Regions from separate parts of the Xenopus laevis genome. Here region 1 is linked to region 2. The links are chromatin contacts, called in public Hi-C maps. All regions are on one chromosome and are shown on one strand. The core of a region is the stretch at or near the end of the contact, and the rest is flanking DNA. Distances in the headings are between cores, read along the strand shown.

Evidence for each region. A called contact is a pair of places that touch in the nucleus more often than the background predicts.
Region 1: a contact with region 2 is called in a Hi-C map of the XTC cell line, with 2.4 times the contacts expected there. A contact is called at or near these places in 2 of 4 Hi-C or Micro-C datasets (the XL177 cell line and the XTC cell line).

The regions. Positions count from the first base shown.
Region 1 is chr1L:197,718,483-197,725,694 of Xenopus_laevis_v10.1, reverse strand. It overlaps ssbp2.L (single-stranded DNA-binding protein 2), which reads right to left and starts at 679. Exons shown (of 17, transcript XM_018264824.2): 1 at 354-679. The coding sequence starts at 409.
Region 2 is chr1L:197,612,230-197,618,608 of Xenopus_laevis_v10.1, reverse strand. No RefSeq gene overlaps it. Among protein-coding and RNA genes, the nearest start is that of atg10.L, 27 kb to the right of the region's middle.

The DNA of each region.
Region 1 (7,212 bases), core at 3,870-6,369, 100 kb before region 2:
TGTTCAACTACAACTTTAATGGCCACGGTACAGCCCAGCTCCCTGTGACTAGAGTAGACAAGGAGGATGGAAGTTGTAGTTCAGCAGCACCCCCTGACCTGGCTGATAGTCTCGTTGGTGTAGCATACAATAGACAGCCCTAGCATCTCCAGGTAACGTGTCCCAGCCTCCCCCAGCAGCTACTCACCCCACTGCCAGGAAAGTTACTTTCACACTGTCCCCCTTCCTTGTTACACACACCAGGAGGGAGCAGGAAGTTTTCAGCCCCATGTCTGCCTGCCCCCTGTACCCTAACTGCACAGCCCGATGCCTCCATGCCCCGCGGCCCCACAGGGGGTCTGAGTGCCACTTACTTCTCCCTGGCCTGGCTGTCGGACGGTACGCTGTTACTCTTGCCTTTGGCGTACATGCTTGCAGAAAGCTCCGATTGTCACACACCTGTCAACCGATCACAGCCTTCCACCAGGAACAACCCCGTCACCATGGCGACACCAGCAGCGCCCGCCCCTGATAGGCCCGGTCGGCTTCCAGCCCCACCCTCTCGTCATGGCAACCGACATGATAGACAGTTCCTTCCACACCCCCAATCTTCTCCCGTGCTCCCTCCTCCTAAGCAGGCTGGGCTGAGAGCAGAGCAGAGGGAGAGCGGCTTCCTCCTCCCCCCCCTCCTCCTTTCTCTCAGTGCTGGGGGGAGGAGGGGGGATTTGAAACCGTTCTAGAAGGATTTTTAAACAACTGGCTGTTCCATCTAATGGCTGCCACTCCCCCCTCTGCGCCCAGCCAGCCACAAACTATGGGCTGGATCCGCTTCATTCCTAGGCTAGGGACATAATACTAGTCACAAATATTATTTATTCCTAGGCCATGGGCCTAATTATTACTGTTCCTGTTTTAGGGTGACCCTCACCTGTGCAATAACTTCTATCTTAGGTATATCCTGACTAACATTATGGCTTTTCTTAGGCTACGGTTGCCCACCAGTCTGTAAAAATCATACTTGATGCCAATCTTATTAGAGAGGAACAATAAAAAATGTTGGAAAGATTGTATTTTCTTCCAGAAAGGGCCACAACCTTACAGGCAAACCCTCCATAATCCCACTGCACCCGGATTATGCCATTGTATATTGTGTATAATACAGCAGAACCTCCATTTTACTTTTTTCAGTGGACCAGCAAAAAATGGTGTAAAATCCAGGAAAATGTAAAATCGGGGAAATGTATTATGCTTAATGGGACAACAAAACAACAATGTAAAATGAGGGGAAACTTCAGGAGATTGTAAAATATATGTCTCACTGTGTATTGTATACTGCTGAGATGGCAATAAAGTTCACTTTGACTTTGACTTTACTGTATTACTTTTTTTTCTAGTCTATGGACACAATCACTAATGCCACGACCTCTGGGCTAGTTTATGAGAAGTATTGTTACTATTTGGTAACCCTTACACAGTGGGAAATCTGAAATATATATATTTGTGCAGGCAAGTAAAATGATTACAATTTACACAAGTGAGAACACCTGTGAAATTTGCATTGGTGTCCTGTGGTTGTTATTAAACATCATCATCTGCCACCAAATGCCAAAGTTGCATGGCTAGCGGCATAGCTGCAAGTATTCACAAAGGTGGAGTAAATTGACAGAATGCTAACTCCAGTTTGGTGAATGCAACATGCTGTTGCGTGAATATGCCATTCAGCCCATGTGTAATAGATCAAAGTATCTTTGAATCTCTTGCCATTATCTACACTAGGGCGGGATTTCAAACAAATTTAAAATGAAATTGACATAGAATATTCAATTACGCCCTAAGTCATGATCGCCTGAACACCAGTTTTTCTTTTTAGGCTACCCTACACCAATTTTTAATCAAAAAGTTGGAGCAAAACTATTTTTCCTGTTCAATTCCATCTTCCTGAATTATATTTTATTAACTCCAGCAATATTCAAAAACAATTACAGCTTGGCCTAAATTGTACTACAGATTATTATTGAGAAATTTGGCACTCAAAATTCATTCATTCTTGAATGACAATTAACGCCACAGAGTACACAACCACCATATTATGTCATTCAGGCTTTTGTGAATGACATTTTTTAACTCCAGTTTAACCCCGATAATATTTCTTGAGGTGGCCATACATGGGCATATCCGCTCATTTGGAGAGGTTGTCGTACAAGCTGATCCTGCACCAATATCCCTACCTTGAGTGGCCGATACAAGCTGATCCGATCATGGGCCATAGGGACCAACAATCGGATCACAAGGCCAGGAGTGCAGGAGGTCGATCCAATGGAAATTTTAAGCCTGCCCAATCGACATTTGGCTGATTTTTGGCCAGATATCAGTCAGGGAAGCACGGTGGGAGGGCCTATACACTGGCTAATGCACTTCTTTTATCGGCTCATGTATGGCCACCTTTACTCCAATCTCAGCTTACTCCACTTTTTCGAATTCCCTTCTTAGGCTTGTGTTCCATGCATAAATACACCAGGGGAGAAAACAGCTATCAGCTGCCGTCCACTCTCTTTAGTAATCATTGAAAAGCATGGCATCTGCATGTCAGTGCACACGTGATGTATTCCAGTGCTGAAATCCATCATGTGGGTGCGCTGACATGCAGTGCTTTTCAGTGCACACTATGTCAGATTGGAGGTCAGCCATATATGTTTTCTCACATCGGCAGGGCCTTCCCAGTCACAAACTCCTCCACAAGTCAAACCTGATGTCACTTCCCCTTATGTGCACACCTATTACTTCCTCCTTGCTGCCATGATCAGGGGGTGCGGGAGAGTGTCCACAGTTCTTGGTGGGAGAGAACGCCAACCAGGTTTTTTCCCGTTGTCCCAGTAGCCCTGTCCGACCCTGTGCACCGTGTATTTGAGCCAGACACAAACACTTTATGTGACAAAATCTTTTTTTTCTAACGGAACACGTTTATGACTTTGTAGTACTATCAGTGATCATACCAATGTGTCATATAACTTATAAAAACTTTTTCAAAAGTCTCTGGGTCCTTAAATAAATGAATAAACAAGAGTTACAAAATAGAAATAGTATCTGAGCCTGCTTACAAGAGCTTTCAAGCTAAAGGATTCAGAAAATAGATTTCAGTTTGCAGAAACCACTTTTTTGTTATAAAGGAGACATTTTGGCATAAGATGGCATAAAATGAATACAATTTACATTGATTTTTTTTTTGTTGTAAAGAAATATATTTCTCCATTTAAAGTGATACTGATGCCAAAAAAAATACTTTTTAAAATATAAATGTACATTAAAAGGTCATGTTGATCGTTTTTTTTTGCAGAGAGGTCTGTTTTTATATATAATTTTTAGTTTAAGTTCCTAAACCTGACTCTTTTGCCAACCTGACTGTCCCATCTCAGACTGTCAGTTAAAGTTTCTAATGCTAACGGACTCCTGCTGCACAAATATGGCAGCCCCCTCATAGACGAGCACGGGGAGTCAGATGGGTAATGTAAAAGCTTTGAGCAAATACTTTATGGCAAAATTATAAGTCACAAACAAAGCCAATACTATGATATAATGTAAAAATGATTTAATTTCTGGTGTCAGTATCTCTTTAACTCCCATTTTGGACTAAAGCTACTTTGACATTGAGGTCTAGTAAAGGCTTGTATTCCATCTTGCCATTTGTACTGGTGCCTTTAAAAGTGTCAAGATTGGACCATTACTTCACAATGTAACAATGTTCATCAGGCAGTTATTACCTCACACTTTATAATTGCAAATTTTTAAGATCTGTTTTTTTTGTGCAAAATAATTTATATTAAGCTGTTTTACTGGCACACACAGCATAATACAGTATGCAGTATTATCACTGGCAGTTGAGTCGCAATGAGTTTGCAAAACATAACTTTATATGCACAGGAAAATAAAAAAAAGGGTGGTGGGAATTGTACTTGACTGGGGCCAGATAGATCCTATGGGCAGGGCCACATTAAAGCACTAGCAGACCTAAGGCAAAGATTTCATTGGTGGGCCCCCACTTCCCCAAGAAATTTGTGATAGAATTTCTCTCAAGCATGTGAAATGCATGTCCAGGTAAGTGGACCACCAGTCACGGGGCAGATAAATGAGAAAATATTGTTCTTCCAGATGATTAAAATGAGGGCTGTACCACCTCTGCAGGATGCTTCCATCAAAAGTTATACCAGCTCATATGTCTGTGGGTGAACCCTGAGCCCCATTTGTCCATTTATTAAAATGGCCCTGTCTCTGGAGTCCAGTCCAACCCTGCCATGCCAGGGTACTTATTAGTTTAGGAAAATGGAGCAAATTATATGGCGATTTGGCTATAAAAGGCCTTTCTCTCTCCAGAACACAGTCTTGGTTTTTGTGGGTGTTTAAGAGAAAACCATTAACCACATGCAGTAATATTACAATTCTGCCCCCATATTGAAATACGTGTATAGCCAATTGCACAAATTCCCCCAATTGTTCTATGCCCTAGCTACCCGACTTCATCTATGATAGAGTGTGTCTCTGCAGTTTAGCGCTGATCTACAGTATGACCCCACACATATACAGAATTGGGTCTATGGTCTAATGGAAAAGCCAAACTTAGACACATATGATCATAAAGCTGGGTCACACTATTAACAGAATTACCTGTCACATTTGAAAGAAACACAAGGGCGAGAGGACCCAGCTCACAAGAACTTACAATCTAACAAAGACGCCTATGAAGAAATTCTGCACTTTCAAATGAAGCATTTGTTGCAGAAGGTAATCTCTTTTGGTGTAATACATAAAAGAAGCAAATGAAGAAATTCTGCTGAAATAACTGCACTTTGCAATGAAACATTTGTTACAGTATTGAACCTCTTTTGGTTTAATACATAGGCTACTACTAATGTGATGTACAAAGGCAGTCGTGTATTCATCTCTTGCTGCTCTGCACACGGGGAGGGAAGAGTTAAATTGAGAAAGGAAACAATACTGCTGGCTATAAAAAAAAACCCTGCCTGTCAGTCTGCAAAAGGAGAGTTGCACAGCTCATAAAGATGCAAGTCAGACCTACACCTTTCCCCCAATACACATTTCACTAGCCTACATTACATACCAGAGAGAGGGGGGCAGTAAGCAAAGAGATACCACACCCACCCTCTGTACAAACATACAACTTAACTGCCTCCAGCTCATACCATGGACTGCCTCCCCCACACATCTGCTTAACCCTTGCATGGCAGCAGGCTTGCAGCAAACATTTTCTATTGCTAACTGAATCCTAAAAAAAAAGACAGGCATTTTTATTAGCATATCTACAGGGACGCCTTCATGCTGGCAGAAATGTCAAACACACAGCTAAGGTTGCCACTTCAGCCTTTTAGCACTGGACAACTTGCGAGGCTAATTAACAGTTATTTTAGATGCAGGCTGCAGACTGCACTGCGCTCTGCACAGCCATGCAGGGTGCATCTAAATGAATTGTTATTTAACCCTTTGGATTGCAGATTTTATAAGTGTCAGGGCCCTTACTCACGGCGTTTGAAGCTGCGCTTCAAAGCGTTGCAGTTTAATGTGTTCAGCCGCAGGGGAGCACAGGAGTAGATGCGCTGAATTCTTTTCAATGTGGCTGTACTCACACAGACGCATGTAAGCATCTAACGCAGGTTGCAATGCAGCATGTTGCATTTTACCTGCGTTCAGCAGTTACATGCGTCTGTGTGAGTACAGCCGCATTGAAAAGAATTCAGTGCGTCTACTCCTGCGCTCCCCTGCGGCTGAACGCAGGGGAGCGAAGCTTCAAAGCCCATAAGTAAGGGCCCTTAGGCTTTAACCCTGCTCATATAAACCCTAGCTGCAGCTCTCCAGTTAAGCAATAGCTTCCTCTATTTGTGAGATGCTGGGAGTTGTTCCAGAGCTGGAGGACCTCAGGTTGGATATTCATAATGTAAAACAAATAATATAATAATTGTTAAACAGTGCAATACTGTATGTAACCTGTGTTTTTCGTAAAGGCCATAGTCTTGCCAAGGGGCCCGGCCTGAGGTTTGAGGTCCTGGGTAACTGCACCTTGTAAAGCCAGAACTTATTGGAGGGCTATTTATTATGTATGTATGTTTATTTTTATTTATATAGTGCTGCTTATGCACAAAGTGCTGTACAGCAGAACAATACATTAACGGAACAAACAGCCGTCAATATAATAATAAATATGAATAAATACAAAATGCAGTTAATGTTAAAGAGACAAGTGGAAAGAGGTTCCTGCCCTGTTGAGCTTACAATCCTAAACCAATATTTTATTTCTTTGCATTTATGAATATCACAAAGCAGCACAAACAATGTGTTATTTTGATCCATATTATGTGTCTTTTATGTTTGTGTATTTTCAATTTGGCAAGTCCCCTTAGGGTCCCCACAACCCCAGTGATAGGATCTCAGCAGGCCGCTGGCTTCCTTTCTTTGTTGTGTACAGTTCAGCTTCACTGCTTTTATTCCTGATCTCCCGGCAGCCCTCTCACAGTACTAACCACAAGGCTCTGGGAAGGGAGGGTGATTCAGCAGGTTACAGGAATCTTAAAAAGTACCCTTTTCCCTGGAGAGGGAGCATTGCAGGGGCCGAGAGAGACAAGGTCATGCTAACGGAAGGGCAGAAAGGGCATTTGTCCTGGGTACCTAGCATCATAGGCGTCTCTGCTAAAATCAGAAAGGGCATATAAATGGTTTAACAGCTGGAATATAATTTAACCTTAATTATGAGGAATGTCCAGCCTATGTCCCTCCTTGTCTAATTCCACTACAGCTCCATGCCTTTGCTGTTGGAGAGATTTAGGGGCAAATTCATCAAGGGTCGAATATCAAGGGTTAATTAACCCTCGATATTCGACTGGGGAATGAAAATCCTTCGACTTCAAATATCGAAATCAAAGGAATTTGCGCAAATACTTCGATCGAATGATCGAGGGAATAATCGTTCGATCGAACGATTAAATCCTTCGAATCGAACGATTCGAATGATTTTAATCCAACGATCGAAGGATTATCCTTCGACCAAAAAAAGTTAGGCAAGCCTATGGGGACCTCGGTAGCTTTTAGGTGGCGAACTAGGGGGTTGAAGTTTTTTCTTAAAGAGACAGTACTTCGACTATCGAATGGTCGAATAGTGGAACGATTTTTAGAATCGTTCGATTCGAAGTCGTAGTCGAAGGTCGAAGTAGCCCATTCGATGGTCGAAGT
Region 2 (6,379 bases), core at 1,064-3,563:
GAGTGGTTTGGGTGGCATCACATGAGTTAAACTGAAATGTAGGCTCTAACTTTGACTTTTAATACGATTTCTTCAGTTACTAAATCTCATGTACAATGGGGCTCCATCTCACGGTTCAACAACTCAAACCAGCCTGCATTGACTTGGACAGTTTAAGGCAGTGGTCCCCAACCAGTAGCTCGTGAGCAACTTGTTGCTCACCAACCACTTGGATGTTGCTCTCAGTGGCCTCTAAGCAGGTGCTTGTTTTTTAATTCCTGACTTTAGGCAAGTTTTGGTTGCATATAAAACAGATGTACTGCCAAATGGAGCCTCCTGTAGGCTGCCAGTCCATTTAGGGGCTACCAATAGCCAATCACAGCACTTATTTGGCACCTCCCAGGAACATTTTACATGCTTGTGTTGCTCCCCAACTCTTTTTACATCTGAATGTTGCTCACTGTTGAAAAAGGTTGGGGACCCCTGGCTTAAGGTATGGATAACACGTGTGCTTACGCCAGGAGGGCCTTACAAATGGTTCTCCAGATTATCTGCACTTCCTGTCTGTATTGGTGGGTGTGTCTTATTTCTCCTTGCCCTGAGCACAGTACGGTGTGGGATATGGGCACCCTATTAAGCTCCACTAGTAAAGTCTCAAGCTAGCCCCACGTGGTATCATTTTAGCTTAGACCGAGACAGACAACATATGGGAGTACGAACTGGGCAAAGCTCTACTTGTTTGGCAACCTCGCCAAAAATGCAGTGTATGGCTAGCATAAAAATGTCTTTATGAATCTGAGTCAGAAGGATGATCTAGTAACAGTAACATAGTAAATTAGACACCTCACAATCAATTTTGACCTTTTAAGTCTATATATAACCTGCCTAACTGCTAGTTGACCATTAGAAGTCTCTAAAAATTTGCCTCAGAGGGGGAAATTTTCCTTCCTGACTCCAAAATGACAATTGGACCAGTCCCTGGATCAACTTGTACTATGAGCTATCTTCCATAACCAGGGTTGGACTGGCCCGGTGGGACACTGGGAAAAAAACCTGGTGGGCCCGGCCCTTATGGGTCCCCCCGGGCCAGACCCCCTCTCCCGATCTCCTGGCCCTACAAAAAAAAAACATTTGCAGCGCATACGCGGCGTCGCAGTAGGGGGTCCAGAGGGGGGCCCTGGACAGGAGTCCCAGTGGGCCCCGGGCCCCCCAGTCAAACCCTGTCCATAACCCTGTATTCCCTTCACTTGCTAAAAAGCCACCAACCGCTTCTTAAAGCTATCTAATGTATCAGTCTGTATCTCCCCTAAATGCCTTCTCGCCGGCTACAATGTAAATCGCCGGCGGGATGCCACTAGGGTTGCCACCTTTTTTGGAAATCATACCGGCCTTCCTATATATTTATCTTTATTCCCTATTAATAACATTGGGATCAGCCATCATTTTTACAGACCAGGCCTGTAAAATACCGGCCAGGGGGCAACCCTAGTGGCACTCAGATAACTTCAGCTTTCCGAAGTCGCCCGGTTTCTAGGGATGCACCGAATCCACTATTTTGGATTCGGCCGAACCCCCGAATCCTTCACCAAGGATTCCCCAAATACTGAACCAAATCTGAATTTGCATATGCAAATTAGGGGTGGGAAGGGGAAAACATTTTTCACTTCCTTGTTTTGTGACAAAAAGTAACGTGATTTCCTTTTCCACCCCTAAATTGCATTTGCAAATTTGGATTTGGTTAAGCCAGACAGAAGGATTCGGCCGAATCCCGAACCGGATCCTGGATTCGGTGCATCCCTACTGGTTTCCTCATGAGGCAACTAAGGAAAACTAAGCATTCCTAATGCCACCCCGCCGGGGATTTACATTATAGGCGGTGGGAAGGCATTTAGGGGAGATTAGTCGCCTGAAGAAGAGGCGATTTGTCGCTGGGTGACTAATCTCCCAGAGTAGCCATGTCTGCTTCCATCTAGGGTTGCCACCTTTTCTGAAAAAAAAATACATTGGGATCAACCATTATTTTTACAGGCCAGGCCGGTAAAATATTGGCCAGTTGGCAACCCTACTTCCATCCTTAGGCATGGCAAGTTACAGCCACCAGACAAAGGGGGGAGAATAGCATTATTAGACAATTATTATTTGAAGCGTTTCTGTCGCACTACATTTCCCAGCATGCCTTCACACCCGCAGCCGGTATCAGAGGCCGAGTTGCCCTAGGTCTGGACATGGCTTATTGCATGAATACAAAGGACGGGCTGCCTCCCCGGCTCTGTGTGTAGGTTGCAGCAGAGTAACTTTAAGGCTTCCCACTTGGCTTCCTTTCCCGTAGCTTCCCCTCCCCTCCTGCACACACAGATCCAGCGCTGGAGGTACAGAGCCGTAGCTACAGACTATACAGTAATTCCCCAGCAAGGGCGCCTTGAAACTGCCCGGGCTGAATAGCATTTGCTGTTCTGTGAGTGCAACCCTCCCTCCGCAGCCCCTGGGAGCGCAGCTTATCCCGGAAGTGCTGCTGTCTCTCACACAGGCTCACACTGCAGCCTCACCAGCTCACTAGGCTGTTTCTGCTAAACTCAAGCCCCTGTGCTCTGTGGGGCTGCCAACCTGCCCCCTTCGTGTGGGCTGCTTCAAGGGCAGAGAGGGCCCCAGTATCACAGGGGCACTTTAGTATAAAAATGCTGATGACAAAGGACATATAATAACAGTGTGTATCTGTTGTTATATCATTTGTATATGTACATTATTGACTTTCAACACGTGACCCTTTTAGTATTCTGGAACACAGGGAAACTGTCACAATTAAAGCAATAATATATTCAACTCTATAAATGGTTTGTGACACACGAACCTTACGCGTTTTGTGCACCAGATGCAGGTTGATTCATACAGACAGGTTATGTGATTTGAGGCGTCACAGAATTTTATATATCTTTGGTTATTTTAAGTAAAGCCTGACAGATCAGTTTGCTTTGCAACATTTTGTGCCAGTCGGCAATACTTCACCAAACGTAAGGTGACCAGGTTATTTTAATGAGGGATGCAAGTGACTGAGCTGTACTGACTAAAATCAATGAAATAATAAATTTCTAGAAGCGTCCTTGGTTTATCTGGTGATGGGGTTACCCTACAATGGGCTGCGGCACACGTGTTCTTTTTTTAAAGCGGCTACTCCTATAGGTGGGCAATATGGGTCACCCTTCATGATCTGTGTTTTTAGGTGATCATTTTCTCTATAGGGCAGAAGCTGTTGCACCTCCCATTCATGTATCTGGGGAGCTTTGTGATGTTTTGATAACAATTCCCCATGGACTAGAGCAGGGATCCCCAACCTTTTGAACCCGTGAGCAACATTCAGATGTTAAAGGATTTGGGGAGCAACACAAGCATGAAAAATGTTCTTGGGGTGCCAAATAAGGGCTGTGATTGGCCATTTAGTAGCCCCTATGTGGATTAGCAACCTGCATTGAGGCTCTGTTTGGCAGTACATCTGGTTTTTATACAACCAAAACTTGCCTCCAAGCCTGGAATTCAAAAATAAGCATCTGCTTTGAGGACACTGAGAGCAACATCCAAGGGGTTGGAGAGCAACATCAGGTCAGGACTGAGAATTAAAATAGGCCCTGGCATTTCAGTTATACAGAAGCCCAATCAGCCCACACAGAGGCCCAAACAACCCACTAAATACTGACTTTCTATGGCACCTTATAGCAACCCACAGATTGCCAGTCCGGGACTGAGCAACATGTTGCTCACGAGCTACTGGTTGGGGACCACTGAACTAGAGAGCTAAGGGTATTTACCCACAGGCTCTGAGCTGCGTTGTTGGAGGGAGCAGTCGTTGTACAGTAGCTTGAATTTCAGTACTAGGCGGTGTGCATTAAGTAGTCTAGTTTTGAAGGGGAGAGATGGCCGCTCTAATCCTTTTTCCTTTTATTCCCCTCTTGGGACCCCTTATTAGAAGTGGATGCTGAAAACTGTAGCTGCGCAAGAGTTGCATGAGTGCAGGCTGAACAGTCCATTAACCAGAATACTAAAACTTAATTCTGCAGGCAGAGCTGTGTATAGGAATGCATTGTGTTTAATACTAGTACATCTTTCCTTAATACTAATGTAGCAATTATTTGCAGAAAGTTTGTTTTGCACAGCCCAGGGCAGTGCATGCCAAAGTAAAGTTTCTGTGAGATCTGTGTGCTTCATGAGCAAACCACCCTCCTTCAGCCTAGCGAGCCTTTGCTTGCTTTGGGCATAGCACACATGCCCCTGACAGGGAGTTAAAGAGACAGTATATCCTGTTGTTTAACTTTAGTTAACTATGAATAGTCGTCCAAACTGAGTAAGGGTTCTATGAATAGTTCTTGTGCTATTTTCCTATTGTTTTAATGACAAAAAGCTAAGCTTTTAAATTTTTTGGGCTAAACAGGGCAAACAGGAAATTAAAGCTACTCCATGTTTGCTCCTTGCGAGGTAGATAATTAAATTACCAGAGGTGCCAGGTAATCTAATTATCTGTATCTGGACCTGGAGAAGCAGCAATTTTTTAGTTCAAGAAACACATACAAAAGTATGTTCAATACAAATCCTATTCCTGTAGCAAACAAACCACATCGGTTTGTGGTTAAGCAACTCCCCCAGACACTCAAACCTTATGTATAATGGTAAATATATCAAAATATAAGTTATGCTTCATTAATCTGATCTATTAGGATGGAAAGAGGGTGGAGGAGTAACAAATTAAGAGTACATTTTACTCTGCAGTAGTAACTCATAGCAATAAATTAGCAATTAACTCCAATCCATCAGCTACAGTAAGACCAATAAATTCAGCCATTTACTATTAATTTTAAAACCATTAAAAATCACTTAAAAAGATGGAATATTTTAAAGTTTGCACCAGTGTGCAGTCTATGTAATAAATAGTCTCAGTGAAAAAGTTATTTTCTGCACCAAAAATACCCCGGCACCTTTAAGCAGGTCTTTAAAAATTTGTGGTGTAGTAACAGCATAATATAGAACGTGAAAAGAAGAAATTTGCTCTCCTTATTTATGGGAAAAAATAGAATTCTTTTTTAAATTTTTAACTTTTATCACATATGCCTGATATCTGTGTTTCTGGGGGCATAGTTAGCTATAGCTATATGAAGGAGTAATTGGAATGTCAATGCACTTTGGCAGTGCTATGTGTTTGGTGTGATGCAGGTAAATACCTTTCACTGTATTTACAAGGGAAATTAAATGTGCTTTCATATCACAGAGAATATAGGAGGATTCGGTTGGGTTCAACTGCACCAAATCCATAATCCACATGCTCTTGATAACTGACCATAACAACATTTTATTAATTTCAACATTTTTATCAAGTTATTTATCATAATATCATAGTTTGCAAATTATGACTCAGATTAGGTTCCATATTAGGTCCAGATCTTGTTTTTTTTGTAAAGGGTAAAGGTAAGTGCTCATATAAGAAAAAATTATCAAGGTCAGGATTTTGTACATATGAAAAATTAAGCTAATTTGTTCAACCTCTTACCATCTTTGCTGGCCTAGTTTGCTTTTCTTCTGTACAGATTAAACAAGTCTCAGTGCCTCTAGGCATCAGAACGATGTATACTACCAAATGCCAGCTGTATAAATGTGGGACTTTCATGAGACTTGTTGTATTCAAAGAAATGCAAATAAAGACATGTGTTTTTACTGTTTGATCCCTCTCCCCGTTTCCATATGCCCTAATGGAATCCACTTAATGCTCTAGCCCAAGTATATTGTCCAGTGATTTCAGAATATCCTTAAAGGGGTTGTTCACCTTTAAATTAACTTTTAGTATGATGTAGAGAGTGATAGTCTAAGACAATTTGCAACTGGTTTTCAATTTTTATTATTTATGGTTTTTGAGCTTTTTGTTCAGTAGCTTGCTGGTTTTCAATTTCAGCAATCTTGTAACTAGGGTCCTAATTACCCTAGCAACTATGCATTGATTTGAACAAGAGACTGTAATATGGATAGGAGAGGGCCTGAAAAGAAAGATGTGTAATCTAAAGTAGCAATAACAATAAGGGGCAGATTTATCAAGGGTCGAATTTCGAGGTAGAAAAAATTTTGAATAGAATCCTCCGACATTTGAATTCGATGTCGGAGGATTTTATACATCTTACGATCGTATTCTGATCGTAGTACGATTGTACTTCGAATCGAACAATTCAAACGATTTTATCGTACGATTTTCAAAAAAAATCCTTCGACTTAAAAATTTTTAGCAAAATACACAGGAGGTCCCCTATAGGCTAAACAGCAATTCAGCAGGTTTAAGTTGGTGAAGTATTGAAGTCAAAGTTTTTTTTAAAGAGACAGTACTTAGATTATCAAATGGTCGAATAGTCGAATAATTTTTACTTCAAATCGA